Linked DNA regions of Sus scrofa: region 2 is linked to region 1. The links are chromatin contacts, called in public Hi-C maps. All regions are on one chromosome and are shown on one strand. The core of a region is the stretch at or near the end of the contact, and the rest is flanking DNA. Distances in the headings are between cores, read along the strand shown. Region 1 has its middle 61 kb from the start of AAK1. Region 2 holds the start of AAK1 (AP2-associated protein kinase 1).

The links. Hi-C and Micro-C count contacts between places; a contact is called where the count stands out from the background.
Region 2: a Hi-C map of alveolar macrophages shows a contact between it and region 1, with 1.7 times the contacts expected there. The contact joins the promoter of AAK1 here to the enhancer-like site in region 1. A contact is called at or near these places in 8 of 47 Hi-C or Micro-C datasets (alveolar macrophages, blood, embryonic fibroblasts and 5 more) and 1 of 2 datasets of contacts at active chromatin or transcription factors (alveolar macrophages).

What each region holds. Positions count from the first base shown.
Region 1 is chr3:72,730,558-72,736,264 of Sscrofa11.1, forward strand. No RefSeq gene overlaps it. Among named protein-coding and RNA genes, the nearest start is that of AAK1, 61 kb to the right of the region's middle. Within about 2 kb of position 2,829, at least 3 of the 83 cell types and tissues checked have an H3K27ac peak or open chromatin away from gene starts, as enhancers often do. A contact at or near this core is called in alveolar macrophages, where this site is marked.
Region 2 is chr3:72,791,662-72,797,251 of Sscrofa11.1, forward strand. It overlaps AAK1 (AP2-associated protein kinase 1), which reads left to right and starts at 2,316. Exons shown (of 21, transcript XM_021087408.1): 1 at 2,316-2,671; 2 at 2,975-3,386. The coding sequence starts at 3,224. LOC102163904 (a long non-coding RNA gene) reads right to left here and starts at 2,149. Exons shown (of 6, transcript XR_302389.3): 1 at 1,901-2,149; 2 at 1,313-1,464.

The DNA.
Region 1 (5,707 bases), core at 1,579-4,078:
CCCCCCCCCCCCCCCCCCCCGCCACCACCACCCTCTCACCCCACCCTCCCACCAAAAAGTATAAGCAATGGAAGGACAGAGGAGGAGATCTGGGGCCTGTTAACATCAGGTAGCTGAGGCCCACATAATCATGTTATGGGGGTGTTGATGTGCTGGAGCCCCATCTAACAGCTCATGGGAGCTGAATGGTCACTTTTCAGGAATTTTGCTGACTGGTTGACCCTACTGCAGTAGCTTGAAATCAGCCAGGGTGGGAGTGTTTATACTACAGAAAATGGCACATGCTGTGAGTCAGGGCTCCTCCACCCCCACCCCCACCTTTATCCCAAAGCCAATTACTAAGCATTTACCTTTGCATATCAGAGTGACCTTTCTCTCAATTTCACCTTTCAGACAAATAACTCCTTCCTTGGGGAGAATGAATGACAGTGGGAGACAAGTGCTCAGCTCTAAAAGGCAGACTGCAAAGTTCTTTATGGAAATATGTGGAGATGGAAATAGAGGGCATGTCCCTCCCTCCCTTCCTTCCTTCTTTCCTTCATAATAATACCTACACTGGAAATTTTAGAAAGCAATAGGAGGCAGCAGAAAATGATGGTTGTGAGCAAAGCTTTGGGATTAGAATTTGGATTCACACCCAGCTCTTAACACTCTCTAGCTGTGTGATGTTTTACACAATACAGTTGGAGTGAGAAATATCTTGATATGTATTTGGGGCAGAAGCCAAGCCACTCTGTTCATCAGCTCTCTCAAAAGATCTTGATGGTCCCAAAGAGGCCTGCCTTCTCCTTTGCTGAGCCACTGCTACAAATGGTGACGGCAGTCCACAAACCTGGTCCACAAACCTGGTGGATAGGATCTGGGTGTTATCCTGACAACCTGTGAAGAACCCAGGCCCCAACAGTCCGAGAAGCTCTTGTCTGCCTCTTCTAAAAACAAAATGCCACATGGTCCTGAACATCTGTCCTTTGGTCCTTTTTATGAGGGAGTGGGTAGATCCTGCGGCTTTTCTGAATTTTAATTTCTTCAGTGTTAGGACGGAAATAAAAATACAGCCTCATTGCCTTTGGTGGATACAGATTAAAAGGCCCAGAACCACTGCAAATTTGTTACTGAAGGTGTCTGGAGTTTCCCAGTTGGATTCAATTAGGATGATGGCTGGTGTGGTTGCCCCTCCCCGCCCCGGGCTAAAAGAAAAATGCCTTCATTAACCTTTAATTATTCACAACAAACCCAAAGGAAAAGTCCTTGGCCCAAGTCCTAATGGGAGCTATTAAAGCGCTTTTCCTATTCAGCTGTTTAAACTCAGGCAAATAACCTGGTACTTTGCTGCTGCTTCTCTCCTTAGAATGTGAAAGACCAAGGATGGAGTTTCCCTACTAGTGCACGTTAGGGCTGTGGCCAAATATCTTTATCTTCTTGTTTTCTTGGTTTACTTTTTCTCGCTATGGTTCTCATTTTCTGGTGTGTGTGTGTGTGTGTGTGTGTGTGTGTGTGTGTGTAGGAATGCACATGTGTGGTCTGTTTAGAAGGAGACTTTAGAAGCACAGAATGTTCACCCGTGGTGTGTAAGACACTGCCCCCACCCCCAAAGGAATGGCTAAGAGAATAAAGAGGGGAGAAAAAATAAAATGAGTCAAAAATAGGCAAAACAAAAAAAGCATATGTACAAAAATCGTCTTTCCTTTTCTCAATTTCATGCTTTCTTTTTTTCTCTTTACTGCATTACAGGGTTTTTTTTTCCTTCACATTTCTATATGTCTCTTTTATTCTCTCTGTGCCTTCATTATCTCGACTTCATTAACAGGTCCAAAACCGGAAGTCATTATCTTGACACCTGTAACCCTCAAGTCCTACTTCTCTGTTTTTGTTTTTTTGTCTTTTTCTAGAGCTGCATCTGTGGCATATGGAGCTCTGATTAGATCCAGGCTAGGGGTCTAATCGGAGCTACAGCTGACAGCCTACACCACAGCCATAGCAATGCCAGATCCAAGCTGCGTCCTCGACCTACACCACAGCTCCCGGCAACGCTGGATCCTTAACCTGCTGAGTGAGGCCAGGGATCAAACCTACAACCTCGTAGTTCCTAGTAGGATTCATTAACCACTGCGCTACGACGGGAACTCCCCTACTTCTCTTTCTGAATTCCCTGATCTGTTCTCAGTAGAACCTTCGGGTCAGCCACCGAAATTAAAAAAAAAAAAAAAAAAAAAGCAAATCATTCCTTGTTTTTAAAATCTGCCTTATTGAGGTATTATTTATATACAATGAAAACTCACCCATTTAAACGTGTAGAGTTTAGTGTGTTAAACAAATGTACACAGTCACGTAACCACCACCACAATCAAGACATTTCTATCACCCCAAAAAGTTTCTTATCACTATAGTTTTGCCTTTTCTAGAATGTCATATAAATCAAATTGTAGGAGAAAATGTCCCAATAAAAAGGTAGGAAGGAGAGACCCTGGCCATGATGACTAAGCAAAGTCCAGCCAACTGCCCCTAACCACCACCACCCCCCCCCCCCGCCCCCGCCACATCCGCTTCTGTAAACTTGCTTCCACATCTACTCCCTTGCCTGACCTCACTCCGGTCCTACCAGCCAAGCATGGACCTGGAAGAGGTAGCCCATAAAAGCCTTGTGAAACCCTTCTTTGGGGCTCAGATTCCAGAGAGCGATATCCTCTGAGCCCGCCGGCATAATAAACCTGAGTTCTCCAACCCTCGAGTGCTCGCTTGGTTTCTCGCTGGGTAAAAGAGCTGAGACACTGCAGCCACAGAGCTGCTGGAGCTGGTACACTACAGCCACAGGGCTGTCACTAGAGCTGATACACTGCGGCTGCTGCGGGACTGCTGGGCAAATCATATAGTAACAAAATCATATAGTAGTCTTCTGTGTCTGGCTTCTTTTCTTAGTATGTTGCATTTGAGACTTATCTATGTGGTTGCATGTATCAATAACAGATTATTTTCCACTCCTGAGAAATACTGCATTGTATAGATACATCGCAATTGTTTGTTTACCCATTCCACCAGTTGATCATTAGCACTGTTTAGGGCTATTACGAATTAAGTGCTATGACTATTCACATATAGGTCTTTGTGTGGACATGTATTTTCCCTTCTCTTGGGAGTAGAATTTTATTTCATTTCTAGGAAGAAAATTGCTGAGTGGTACGGTAAGTATAATTTAACTTTATAAAACACTGATAAACTGTTTTGCAAAGAGGCTGCATCGTTTTCATTCTCACCAGCAAAATATGACAATTCCAGTTGTCCCTTGTCATTCCCAATGCCTTCCATTGTCAGTTAAGAAAATTTTTATCCATTCAAGTGGATGTGTCGTACTACCTCATTGTCCTTTTAATTTGTGCTTTCCAGATGACTAATATTGTTGAGCAGATTTTCATATGCTTATTTACCTTGCATAGATCTTCTCTGGTAAATTCTCCATATCACTTGCCTGTTTAAAAATTGGATTTTTTGCCTGTCAGAGTGGCTATCATCAAAAAGAACATAAATAACAGATGTTGATGGGGATGCAGAGAAAAGAGAGCCCCACTTGTGGTTGGGAAGGTAAATTAGTGCAGCCACTGGGAAACAGTATGGAGGTTTTTAAAAAAACTAAAACTAGAACTACCACATGACCTAGCAATTTCACTCCTGAGTATACATCAGAAAAAACCACCAAAAATACTAATTCAAAAAGATATATGAACCTCAATGTTCACAGCAGCATTATGTACAATTGCCAAGACATGGAAGCACCCTAAGTCTATCAACAGATGAATGGACAAAAAAGATGTAGGATATATACACAATGGAATACTACTCAGCCATAAAAAAGAATGAAATTTTGCCATTTGCAGCAACATGGGTGGAATTGGAGAAAGACAAATACTGTATGATATCACCTATATGTGGAATAAAAAAAATACAACAAACCAGCAAATACAACAAAAAAGAAGCTTATAGATACAGAGAACAAACTAGTGGTTACCAGTGGGGAGAGAGAAGAGGGAGAAGCAGTATAGGGGTAGGAAATTAATATTAGACATAAAATAAGCTAAAAGGAAATAGAGAATTACCATATTACCTAGCAATCCCACTCCTGGGCATATATCCAGACAAAACTTTCACTGAAAAAGATACACACACCCCTATTTTCATAGAAGCACTATCCACAATAGCCAAGACATGGAAACAATCTAAACGTCCATCGACAGATGAATGGATTAAGAAGATGTGGTATATATACACAATGGAATACTATTCAACCATAAAAAAGAACAAAATAATACCATTTGCAGCAACATGAATGGAACTAGTGATCCTCATACTAAAGTGAAATAAGTCAGAAAGAGAAAGACAAATACCATATGATATCGCTTATATCTGGAACCCAATATATGGCACAAATAAACCTATCTATAGAAAAAAAAAAAACAACTCATGGACATGGAGAACAGACTTGTGGTTGCCAAGGGGGAGGAGGAGGGAGAGGGATGGACTGGGAGTTTGGGGTTAATAGATGCAAACTATTGCATTTGGAGAGGATAAGCAATGAGATCCTGCTGTATAGCACAGGGAACTATATCTAGTCACTTGTGATGGAACATGATGGAGGATAATGTGAGAAAAAGAATGTATACATATATGGACGACTGGGTCACTTTGTTGTACAACAGAAATTGACAGAACATTGTAAATCTACTAAAATAAACATTAAAAAATAAGCTAAAAGGATATATTGTACAATGTGGGAAATATAGCCAATATTTTACAGTAACTATAAATGGAGTATAACATTTACAAAATGTGAGTGACTATATTGAATATCTGTAAATTTTATACTATTGTACATCAGCTACAATTTAACTTAAAAATGGGTTGTTTGCTTCTAAATTAGTGACTTATAAGAGTTCTTTAAATATTCTGGATACAAGTTCTTTATCAGATACACATTTTACCTATGGAAATAATACAAAATATGAAGAGTCATGCATGAGGTTTTCACATCAATAATTGCAATAAAATTGGAAATGAATTATATTCTAATAAAAGGGACACTATTCACTTCTTTATAATTCAAAGGAATATTTTACAGGCGTTCCCACTGTGGCACAATGGGATTAGCAACATCTTGGGAATGCTGGGCCACAGGTTCGATCCCCAGCTAGCACAGTTGGTTAAAGATTGGGCGTTGCCACAGCTATGGCTTAGGTCACAACTGCAGCTCCTATCTGAACCCAGGCCTAGAAACTCTATATGTCACAGGGTGGCCAAAAAAAAAAAAAAAAAAAAAAAAAGGAGTACCTTACAGTCATTTAATAATATCAAAAATTTAAAGACGTGGAAACCTGTTTTTTGATATAATTTTAGGCAGAAAATAAAATTATGTATAACATCAGCTATGATCCAATCACTGTGAGAGAATATGAGAAAAAGAATTTATATATGTATATGACAGGGTCACTTTTTTTTTTTTGCTTTTTAGGGCCGCACCTGTGGCACATGGAGGTTCCCAGCCTAGGGGGCAAATTGGAGATGTAGCCACCAGCCTACTGCATGCAGAGCCACAGAAACATGGGACATGGGATCTGAGCCACATCTGCAACCTACACCACAGTTCACGGCAACACCGGCTCCTTAACCCACTGAGCGAGGCCAGGGATTGGAGTGAAACCTCATGGTTCCTAGTTGGATT
Region 2 (5,590 bases), core at 1,066-3,565, 61 kb after region 1:
GAAAGGAAGGAGCCTAGTCTTCTGTTTTTTCTTTCTTTTTCATCTTTTTTGTTTTTTGGCCTTGCTCGTGGCCTACGGAAATTCCCCCGTCCGGGGGTCAAACCCTCGCCACAGCAGTAACCAGAGCCTCAACAGTGACACTAGATCCTCAACTTACTGAGTGGCCAGGGAAATCCTCTTCTTTTTAAAACATCCTCCCTCAGATTCTGATCAAAGCATCCAGACAGAGACTCAATAAATACCTTAATCCTAAGGGATAAAAACACATTTTTGTATCTCAGAAGTAAGACGTGGAATTTGCATAAGTGTAGCCTAGTCTAGTGTAGGAAAGTCTAGAAAGGTAAAAACTGAGATAGCAACAAATTCTAGGACTCAACAGGGCTTCTTCTTTTAAAAAGTCAGGCAAGGAGTTCCCGTCGTGGCGCAGTGGTTAACGAATCCGACTAGGAACCATGAGGTTGTGGGTTCGGTCCCTGCCCTTGCTCAGTGGGTTAACGATCCAGCGTTGCCGTGACCTGTGGTGTAGGTTGCAGACGCGGCTCGGATGCCCCGTTGCTGTGGCTCTGTCGTAGGCCCGTGGCTACAGCTCCGATTCAACCCCTAGCCTGGGAACCTCCATATGCCGCAGAAGCGGCCCAAGAAATAGCAACAACAACAACAAAAGACAAAAAAAAAAAAAAAAAGTCAGGCAAGATTAACAGATGCAGAGAAAGATGGAGGTCCATGAATGTAATTCCAAATAAGCTCTCCCATCTATTTTAAGATCTATTCCAAACTTCCTTGAAGAAAATCTAGCCTTTTAAGGAAAGTGCAGAGAACATGTCTCCTGTAGTCTTGCTTTGAGGGAATGTTTTAGCAGGTGCTACATTCCACCCTAGAGGTGGCTGCAAGAATCTGTGAACTGAGGTGACAACACAGATTCCCTCCAGAAGAAAAGAAGCTGTCTCTACACAGGAAGTTTAACTACAATGATCTACCTGAGACAAAAAGAAGGAAAAGAAAGAAGAGGAATAAGGAAAAGAGGGAGAGGGAGAAGGAGAACCAGGAAGAGGAGGAAGAAGAGAAAGCAGCAGCATAAACCTCTCACAGCTCAGTTCAATTTTCAGATTAGAGAAAGCAAGAACCATCCTCCCTGCCCCGCCCCGCCCCCACATCTTCTCAAGTGTCTGCAGAAAAAATCTGGAACTAATTTACAAGCCAAGAAGGCTCTCGCAGAATTAGGGCGAGCAGGTGGAAGTGAGAAATAACCCATATTTAGGGATTTGGAAAATCATGGATTTGCGGAGGGGGATGGGCAGGGATTTGACACTACCTTCAGCACCATCCATCAGGAAATCTAGGAATGGAGAAGGGTCCCAAGATGCCTTCCAAATCTTCTGCATTTGGCAGAGGTAAATCACGCTGTCCACCCCCACTCTCAGCAGTTGGACGATATCAGGATAAAATAGGCATCATGGGGGGGATCTTGAAGTGAAAAGAAATAACAGGTCAGCCTAGAGTTCTTGTATGGAAGGGGGTTAGTGAAGGTCAGGCCCACCCACAGCAACAGAAAAGGTGGCAGAATGCAGGGTCACCGTGAGACAAGCCCCAAAGTTTGGGTTCAAACCAAAGGTTTGGGTCTCCTGATACCCTACGATCTGCCCTGCACACGCTCTTTAACTTTCTCAGTTTGAGTCGCGCCTGTAGATTTCCTGAAAAGACAACGTCTTATGAGGACTAGCTCAGCTGAGCTGGTTCTTAGTAACATCTGAAGCTGGAGGAGGAAGGGCTCCAGGCTTATTTATGTTAGGGTTGGCGTTTGGGTGTGGTCTGGTAAAACAAAAACCAAAAAAAAAACCCCAAAATCCAAAAACCAAAAACATCTGCCAGCAAAATTTCCGGGTCACCCTCAGTCTTTCACCTCTGTCTGCCCAGGTGTCGAAGGTACGCCCAGCAGGACCCGCTAGGGGCTGAGCGGTTAAGCTGCGTCCTTCAGGTGTCAGCCGGGATATGCTTGGAAACCACAATCCCCAGAATCCCTTGTGCAGATCAAGCCTCAAATAAGATGGCTCCACAAGAGTGGAACATAGAGAGCAGGCTGGAAACGCTAGTCCCTAGCAGTTTTCTCGCCGGATGTTTAACCGAATCCTCACAAATGCACCACCCCACTAACCACCTTGCGGCGGAGGAGGCCACCGCAGCCGCCTCGCTCGCTCCTCCACGGGTATCTTGGGAGTTGTAGTCCAGCTGCTGGGATGCGCCGAACTACCTTTCCCATGGTGCCTTAAGGGTCGGGCAATATCAACGTTCTTTTCCAAAACTCTCCCCGCATTGAGGTCCCCCCCCCCGCCCCTTTCCCCAGCTCTCTACTCTCCGACGACTCCTTCCCGCTGGTTGTGAGAGAGCGGCTGCAGCTGGAGGCCTTGGCCTCTAGCCGCGCCGTCCCGAGAGGCACTTCCGGCGGCGTTTCACTTCCTGGTTGGATGGATGGAGCCGGGCGGGAGCGCGCACGGGGGAGGGGTGGCGGGTCAGTCTCCGCCGGGCGCTCCGGGGATCAGCTGGCGGGCGGGCGCCGAACGCTGCCCCGGCTCTAGCTGCAGCGCCGCCTCCTCACAGCTTCGCAGGCCGGCCCGGCGGCCGTGACAATGTTGCGGGGCTGGTAGCTGGGCGCCGGCCCGCCGAGCCATCTCAAGTGGGTGCCGCCGGGATGCTCTCTCGCGGGGCGGCGGGAGACCGGGGAGGAGGGGAGGCAGTGTCCAGCTGGGTCGGTGCTGCCGGAGGCGGCCCGAATCCCTCCTTTTTCAGAACCCTGGGCAAGAGGGTCCAGGGTTCTGGGGCTGAGAACCGGTGGGTTTTCAGCCCCAGGGTTTTTCTCCCTTAGAAAATGCATGAAGCGTTTCCCCAGGATGATGGCTTTTGCTCCCCCTAGGACTCAGCGGTTGAATTTTTAAGTGTGTTACTGATTCATCCTCTCTCTCTCCCTCTGTCATCACAGGTTTAAACTTACACGAATCGCTCTGTTGAGGAGGAGGGGACCGCCGCGCGATTGACACGCATATTCCTATAGGCATCCTCCCCCAGCCCCCACCCCCACGGCCGGATTCGGGTGGCTCCTCTCCGAGCTGAAATCCGAGAAGAAATCCTTGGATCTCTTGTTTTCTTAAAAAAAAAAAAAAAAAAAAAAAAATCAAAAAAAAAATCTAGAAACCGTCGGTATTTTGCTTTACTGCTTCCTTTCCGCAAGATGAAGAAGTTTTTCGACTCCAGGCGAGAGCAGGGAGGCTCTGGCCTGGGCTCCGGCTCCAGCGGAGGAGGGGGCAGCACCTCGGGCCTGGGCAGTGGCTACATCGGAAGGGTCTTTGGCATTGGGCGACAGCAGGTTACTGTGGACGAGGTGTTGGCGGAAGGTACGGTGGGACTCTTTCAGTGCGCCGTAAATTAAAATCCTGTGCTGATGCAGCAGGACTCTGGTTTCTAGTTGTTGAATGTATGAACGGCTCTAGACCGGTTGACCCTCCCTCCCTTCCCCCTTTCCTTGCCCTGTGAGTCATTGTCCTTGAGAAATTTAAAACTGAGATTTGAAAGTGACAAGGATTTGTGGGTAGAAGAAGGTTGCCAGAAATTGTTTACCTCGGTGGCCTTATATTTAAAAAAAAAAAAAACCAAAAACATTTTCAAGCCCATTCTTGTCTCCCTCACCGAATTATGAAGATTAGGCAGAAAACGTTTGTGTGAAAGTGTAGAACTTCACATCAAATGTAGGGTTTGGGGCTTGTCATCCTCCTAAAACTTGAAATATTATGTGAGGGCTGAAGGGTGGGGATGGAGGACCTTTAAGGAGAGAGAGGGGTTTTTCCTCCTACCCAACTTTCCCACTCCATGAGCAGGCATTGGAAGGAAGAGAGGATTTTCAGAGAATAGGAATGTGTTTTTCTCAGAGTCACGGCTCTTGGTGGATTTCACTAGGTTTGTTTCCTGACCCAACTGTAATCAGGTCCCCAGGATGCAGTTTAGATAACAGAAATTACATGAAATGAATGTAGTTATTTTGAAATCAGTCCAATAGGCCCCTCTTCCTCCTGTTCTTGGTTTTGGGGTGTGTGTGTTTGCCAAAAGAATGACTTGAGAGTAGCATCTGATTTTTGCTTTTCGTTTATTGGAGAGGAGGTTATTTAGATCTGCTGTGTAAATACCTTACATGTGTGCTCTTCTGTATATCTACAGATACGTATAAATGTATTTTTATCTATAGCCCCCAGGCTTTCTGGAAATCTTTGCATGTCGCTTTTGGTAACCTTAACCTCGACCTTCATAATTATGCCAGACTCATACTTTTCACAGCCCATTGCCTGCCTAGTGTGCTTTTATTTTTAATAAAAGCAGCAATTTCCTTGGCATGAAGCTATTCAAACTAATTGGATTGGGCCAACCTGCTGTAGGTTGTTTTTTATCGGCTGAGAGGGGATGGCTGAAGGGGAGGCCTCTGTCACTGCAATATGGTGGGGGAGCAGTTTAATACTGGGGAAGGAGACTTTTTGCAAGCTGAGGTTGGAGCAAGGGTCCCGACCTGGGTTTGGGAAATGCCTGTCATGGTGAGTGTTGCAGGCAGTGGGTTGGGAGGAGGAAGAAGCTGTGTTTGGCTCTCAGCTTATGTCAGCACAGGATTCAGTTGGGCCCAGTTTTCCAGGATTGGGGGTTGAAGCCGTTGGTTTAAAAACACTGTTTTAAAGAAGATCTGGCAATTGATGTCCTCGTGAAATTGTTGCTCTTTTCCATTCTCACTAGTGCTCTAGCTGGACTTAATCCGGGGCCTGAGTCACTGTCCCTGTGGCCCTTTCTTTGTGGGCTTTGGTGCAGGATGGGAGATGCTCTGTGCCCGATGCCAGATCCGCACCCTTGAGTCTGATCTGTCTCTTCATCCCTGTGCCAAAGCCCTTGACTGCAGTGGGATAGAGAAATGGAGAAGGAGTGTGTGAGAGAGAATTCAGGAGGAATGAGGGGGCGCAGAGCTCTTTCCTTCCCTCTATAGCCTCTGCTGACCTTTTAGCCCAGAAACATTTTGTTCAGCCAGGATATTGTCTCATTAAGGATGGTGTTACCCTAGGCAGTGCCTGTTCTCAGTCTGAGTTGATGGGAAAGAGAAAAGGCAAAATTGGTCTTTGTTATCTAGGCTGCCCTTTTCTTCCCCAGAATTCATCCCTGAGAACTGCACATCATGCCTTGTGATATTTTTGGTGGGACTGAGGACTCGAAGCTCTGCATTTCTTCATTTATTCATTCAACAGTTCTGGAGTGTCTGTCCTCTACCACTGTGCTAGGCTCTAGGGATATGATTTACAACTAGATGCTGCAATTTAGAAACTACTTTGAGAGATAGAAAACAGTCCTTTAAAAGAGAGTGATATGTGCTCGCATGGAGATAAGCTTAGGGTGCAGTGGCCTCCAATTTTAGAGAGCCAAGAATTGATTGCTGCAGAAAGTGACTGACTGAAGGATGAGTAGGAGTTATCCAGGTATGGTGACTGTGGACAGAGACTCAAGAGTAGTAAGAGAAAGTGCGTGTAAAACGGGGTCTGGTAGTATTGTCCTCTTTATGTTTTTTGACTATAAC